Regions from separate parts of the Mus musculus genome. Here region 2 is linked to region 1. The links are chromatin contacts, called in public Hi-C maps. All regions are on one chromosome and are shown on one strand. The core of a region is the stretch at or near the end of the contact, and the rest is flanking DNA. Distances in the headings are between cores, read along the strand shown. Region 1 has its middle 9.1 kb from the start of Mir6376. Region 2 overlaps Eefsec (eukaryotic elongation factor, selenocysteine-tRNA-specific).

The links. A called contact is a pair of places that touch in the nucleus more often than the background predicts.
Region 2: a contact with region 1 is called in a Hi-C map of the G1E-ER4 cell line, with 7 times the contacts expected there. The contact joins two enhancer-like sites. A contact is called at or near these places in 4 of 484 Hi-C or Micro-C datasets (the G1E-ER4 cell line, LSK cells, embryonic stem cells and 1 more) and 2 of 115 datasets of contacts at active chromatin or transcription factors (bone marrow-derived dendritic cells and embryonic stem cells).

What each region holds. Positions count from the first base shown.
Region 1 is chr6:88,111,983-88,114,682 of GRCm38.p6, reverse strand. No RefSeq gene overlaps it. Among named protein-coding and RNA genes, the nearest start is that of Mir6376, 9.1 kb to the right of the region's middle. Within about 2 kb of position 1,347, at least 41 of the 459 cell types and tissues checked have an H3K27ac peak or open chromatin away from gene starts, as enhancers often do. A contact at or near this core is called in the G1E-ER4 cell line, where this site is marked.
Region 2 is chr6:88,373,021-88,375,720 of GRCm38.p6, reverse strand. All of the region lies in intron 2 of Eefsec (eukaryotic elongation factor, selenocysteine-tRNA-specific), which reads left to right. Among named protein-coding and RNA genes, the nearest start is that of Eefsec, 72 kb to the left of the region's middle. Within about 2 kb of position 1,325, at least 1 of the 459 cell types and tissues checked has an H3K27ac peak or open chromatin away from gene starts, as enhancers often do. A contact at or near this core is called in the G1E-ER4 cell line, where this site is marked.

The sequences.
Region 1 (2,700 bases), core at 98-2,597:
GTGGGAGGAAGGTGGGGCTTCCGCTCTCTTTTCTGTGCCTTCTGGACAGTTTGAAGGCTTGCTATGAGCATGCATTGTTTTTACAATTGAAAACACATGTGCACCTCCTGGAGCCTACAGAGGAGTGCTGCAATGGGCCCAAAGGACAGAGGAGGAGGGAGGTGATAGCAGATGAAGTATAAGCTTGGGTGTGGAGACAGAAAGCTTCACGCCGGGTAGGCCTTCTCCATACACTCATGGGGGCCCCACTCATACTGGGCCCCAACCAGCCACCAGAGTCTTCCAGTGGAGCAGGGTGAGGGCCGAGGCCCGGGTCCTGTCTTGCTCCGTTGGCCCTCTGTGCTTGGATGCCTGTTCACTGGAGCACTCAGCTCACCTCCCACGGACTCGCTCTCTGGAGCTCCTGACATACCATTCATGAGCTGACCACAGCCACCTAGGACCCCACAACCCCACATGGAGTCGGGCTAGCCTAGGAAAGAGGAAAGGGCAGCTTTGTCCCAGCAGCCAGGCTTGGGAGGACAAGCCTCTCATGTGACATACATATTCCTGCTGAGTAAATCACTCCAAGGATCAAAGAGCCACCGTGGTCTGCTGGCCCATCAACCCTAGTCTCGACTTATCGGCTGCTGCCTCTGATGCCCAAGGCCAGCAGAACATTCTGGCCCCCATGGACCCAACCCCCAGTGATTACCCAGAATCCCCGGGGGGGGGGTGCTGACCCAGTCAGATGGGTCCCCTGCTTTCTTGATCACACAGATCCTGTTTGTGACCTACCACTGTTTTCTGTCTTGGGGGTTCAGAGAGCATATTTTGTTTTGTTTTATGAATTTTGGCTTTCTGTTGTTGTTGCTGTGCAGAGCCCTCATAGGTACCTGACAGCAAGGGCTGAGGGCTTCAGCTCTTCAGCTCTTTCTCATTCTCAGTGTTCCCTGGTGTCCTCAATAACAACTTCTACTCTGATGATTGCAGGGGGTGTAGCTGGCAGGAACTAATGGGGGCTGGGCTGTGCTTCAGTACCCTAGTGCACCCAAGCTCTGGGTCCCATCCCTGCACCAGGAAGAAGTCAGAAAGGAACCAGTGGTGTAAGGGCCCAAACCTAGAATGTGAACCTGTCAACAAGGTGACTGTCTGGGGCCTCACTCATCCCTGATCCTCACCGGAGCCCTCTGCGCTGGATCTCAGGATGAGCCTACGTCAGATCAGAGCGTGAGGCCAGCAAGGCCACCCACAGCCAACGTGGGCAAAACAGGGACGAAGGGTGAGAGGCCCCAGTATCCAGGCTCCTTCCATCTCTGCATGCAGACACCCACCCTCTGTCCACCCTGAGGCCCAAGCAGGGGTGGATTTGCAGGGTTTGGAGTGCCCTCTAGTGGCTACAAGGCTCCAATTCAACCCCTACCCGAACCCCATATAGCAAGGTGAAACCCAGCTCTTCCCTGACCCTGTGCCCTGGGGCCAGAGACACCAATTCACTTTGCAACAAGAAAATCAAGGGATAGGCCACATGCACAAAACAACCAGAGCAGCCAGAGGTGCTGCCCCGCAGTGCTGTGGTACATTCCAGGGGCTACAGCCTTCATTGAGTGCCTGCTACCTGCTCTGTGACCTCAAAACAAGAGATTATTCTCTTCTACAGACAAAACTCAAAGTTGCTCTACATCCCTGATCTAGAAAATGTCCAGAGCAGTCCCCACATGTCACTGTGCAGAGAGGCATAGAGGACCCCAGTCCTCTGCTGGGGGCTGGAGGACACCAGTGCTCTGTGAGCTGCCAGGCTGCATCTTCTTATCATTAGCACTGTAGTGTGTTCCTGTTACCCAGCTGGGACTGCCACCACCAAAGGAGCCACCCCACTGGCAGACTCATTTCAGGCTCACACCACTCTAAGGAACAAACATTATTGCATTTTAAAGATGGAAACAAAGTTCCTAGCGGTTGGATGACTTTGCCAAGGCTACAGGTCCCGGAAGACAGCTGCAGCATCCCACCTAACCCAACCCTACCTTTCTATTTGCTTCCTAGTGAGGGTTTATTTTCCAAACCTTTGTAAATAGCCCCCACACCCACCTTTAAGAAAGCTTGGCAGCCAGACATGCTAGCGAGTGCCCTTAATGCCACAGGGGTTGGGTTAGGGAAGATGGCAAAGGTTTGAGGCCATCTCTGTTTGAGGCCGGCCTGCTCTGTAAGAGTTTCGGGCCAAGCTGGGAGGTGGTGACATCTACCTTTAGGGAGACAGAGGCAAGAGGATCTTTGAGTTTGAGGCCAACCAAGTCTACAGAGCAAGTTCCAGGACAGCCAGGGATTCACTGAGAAATCTTGTCTCAAAAAACAAACAGCAAATAGAGTTCCAGGCCAGCCAGGGCTGCAAAATGAGATCCTGTCTAGCACTGATTGATTGATTGATTGACTAATATGGAGAGAAAACAGTGAAAACCAGACATGGCATTACACACCTGTAATCTCAAAACTTGGGAGGTGGAGGCAGGAGAATCAGCAGTTCAAGGTCATCTTCAACGACATCTTGAATACAAGGCTCACCTGTGATACATGAGACTGTCTCAGAGAGAGGGGTGAGGGAGGAAAACTGTGTAAAGCTCAAATGCAGCAAAAATCCAAGAAAGTGACCCATGACGGTGAGAGACCGGTCAGTGGAGAGCACACAGTCTAGACGCAGCTCTGTGTCCTTAAAGAGATTTA
Region 2 (2,700 bases), core at 76-2,575, 260 kb before region 1:
TCGGGGGCTGGGGGTGGGAGAGATATCATGTAAACTGAGGATATAATTACCATTCATTTCAGAGAGGGATGTGTTTCTTTTCTTGCTTTCTCTAACTTACACCTTTTCTCTTTCTTCTAAATTATTGAAAATGCCTCCAACTTCCCTTACAGCGTGCATGGTCACTCTGTAACCATCACTGGCTACAGGGGAAAAGCAAGCCTGGTTGGCAGAATCAGGCCCATGAGAAAAAGAGGAGGTGGGCCAATGGTTGTGGGGTTTTCCAAGGGAATAAAAGGCTGTGTGTGGTTGAGGGTCAAGTAAGAGGGAGGAGATAAGACTGTAAGAAGGTATAGAAAACCTCAGTTGCCTCTTTGCAGTTGGGGTAGCAAAGTATCAGAGCTATGGGCAACATTAGGAAGTAAGAGTTAGAGGCCACAGGGCTCAAGGGGCCACAGAATTCTGATGTGGCCAAGAAAATGAGTTAGTCACTTTGCTGAGCACACAGAGCTGGCGTGCCTTGTTGTTTGATGTCTCTCTCTCTCTCTCTCTCTCTCTCTCCCTCCCTCCCTCCCTCTCTCTGGCCACTCCTTTCGGTCAGTTCTGAAGATCTGTCACTGGGAGACAGGGCTTGCTCCTCTGTGCTATGCTGCCTGAGACAATATCTTCTTCCTGTGCCTCTCCTTCTCCAGCCTGTGGAGGGCAAGCAAGTGGAGAATGTTTTTGTTTCCCTGTCATAAAGATTGATATGCCTTCCCATTTATGATTTTTTTCCTATCCAACACCTGCAGCTCTCTCTCAGAATGCTCAAGTTGGTTAAATTAAAGCTTCAGCCCTGTGAATGGGCCATATATGTCATAAAAGATTTCCTTGCTCTGCCTTTTGTTAGCAAAATTCATCAATCTGATAAAATCGACACATTTAGATAAGTGTTGCATAAGAATTCAGACTTCGTTATTCCTAACGGAAGTGGATATGAGACTGTAAAAAGGAAGATAAAAATTATATCTTCTTTTTAGAGAGTTATTGATCTTCCTACCATTTGATTTACTTGTCAGAAAGGGGCGAGCACATTTTTGGAGACTCGCGTAAACCCCAACAGCGCCAGCTCACTTGCTTCATGGATAGGGACTTTAGGAGTCCAAGGGCACTTCTAAAACACTTGCAGCTCTGACCAATCACAGGGAGGGGAGAGTGCTCCTTGTTTTTAAGTCATCTTTCCTATTTTAATGTATTGGCTGGAGGCCAAATTATGAACTTTACCACACTGAAAGAGGAAATTGTCCTCAGAGAGGTATCTGAGCCCTTTCTCTCCTCCCATACCCAGCGGCCCGGCAGCAGAGGGCAGGGCTGTTGCTTGTGGGTGGCGTCCTGGGGCCCTGTGCCCAGACTGAGTATTAAGAGCTCTGCTGCATCATTTTCAGTGTCGATTCCTTCCGTTTGCTGTCCTTGTTAACTAAATTCGAGGAACAAAAATGTGGAATGGTGGACCCCAACATAGTCAAAACCTGAAAAATGTTTAAGACAAACTTATTTTTCTCTACTTGAAGTTTCAATTTTAATAGAAGATATTGAAAATAGAGAAAAGTAGTTAAAAGGCAGGACTACCTAATGATTTTTTAAAAAAAAATAGCAGCTGCTGACCTTCGAGCTTGTGATCTCCTATCTTTTTAGATGTATAGCACTTCTCTAATACTCATTGATCCCAGCACTTTGGAGGCCGAGGCAGGGGATTTAGAGTTTGAGTTCAGCTGGGATCACAGGTATGTGATACCTGTACTCTTCCAAGTTCTTTTGTTTTGTTGTTTTTTTTTTTTTTTTTCTAAGTTGTGGCAGAATACACTTGACTACTGTTTTACCATCTATAGGTGAATAATCCGATGAGTTGATGCATTCAGCATGCGTACATCCACCCAGACCTTTCTATAATCCTTGTCAACTTCTCCCGGGTGGTAACTCTCCTGTCCCCTGCACAGTCTCTTCTGTTTTCTGTCTTCATGTTTTGCCTGACCCGTAGTCATGTATGGGTTTCATAGAGCATTTGAGTTTTGTCTGTGTTACAGCTTTATCAGAATACTGTTGCCAAGACTTAGCCTGCTTTGTTATATTTGTGCCATGTGTTTATCTCCGTCTCCCCCCTTTTCCCCCCCGCCATTGATGGGCTGTGGGCTACTCTCAGCTGTTGGAATGATGAACTGCTTATGAACTCTGATTTCAGTCCTTCTGGAGCTATGTACCCTAGTACTAGGAGTTGGGGCAGGCTTGTTCGGGAGTCTGTATCTATCCTTTCTGAGGCACTTCTGAAATGCCCCCATAGTAGCTATACCATTCACACTCCCAGCAGCCATATGTGAGGGCTCTGGGGTGTTCATAGTCTCTCAACACTTGCTGTTTTGTGATAAAATGCCAGAACAAAGGCACCTTATGGAAGGAAGAATTTATTTTGGCTTACTGTTCCAGAAGGATAAGAGGAATCCATCATGTCAGGGAGGCCTGGCGGCAGAGGTAGGAAGTTGAGAGCTCATGTCCTCAAATGCAGGAGCTGGAAGCAGAAAGTGTGAACAGAAGGGGCACAAGGCATTGATTCTCAAAGCCAAGCCCAGTGATGTGCTTCCTCCAGCATGGTTGTACTATCTAAGCCTTGCCAGACTGTGCCATCAACTAGGGACCAACAAAGCAAAATATCTAAGCCTATGGGGGAAATTCTCATTCAATCCACTG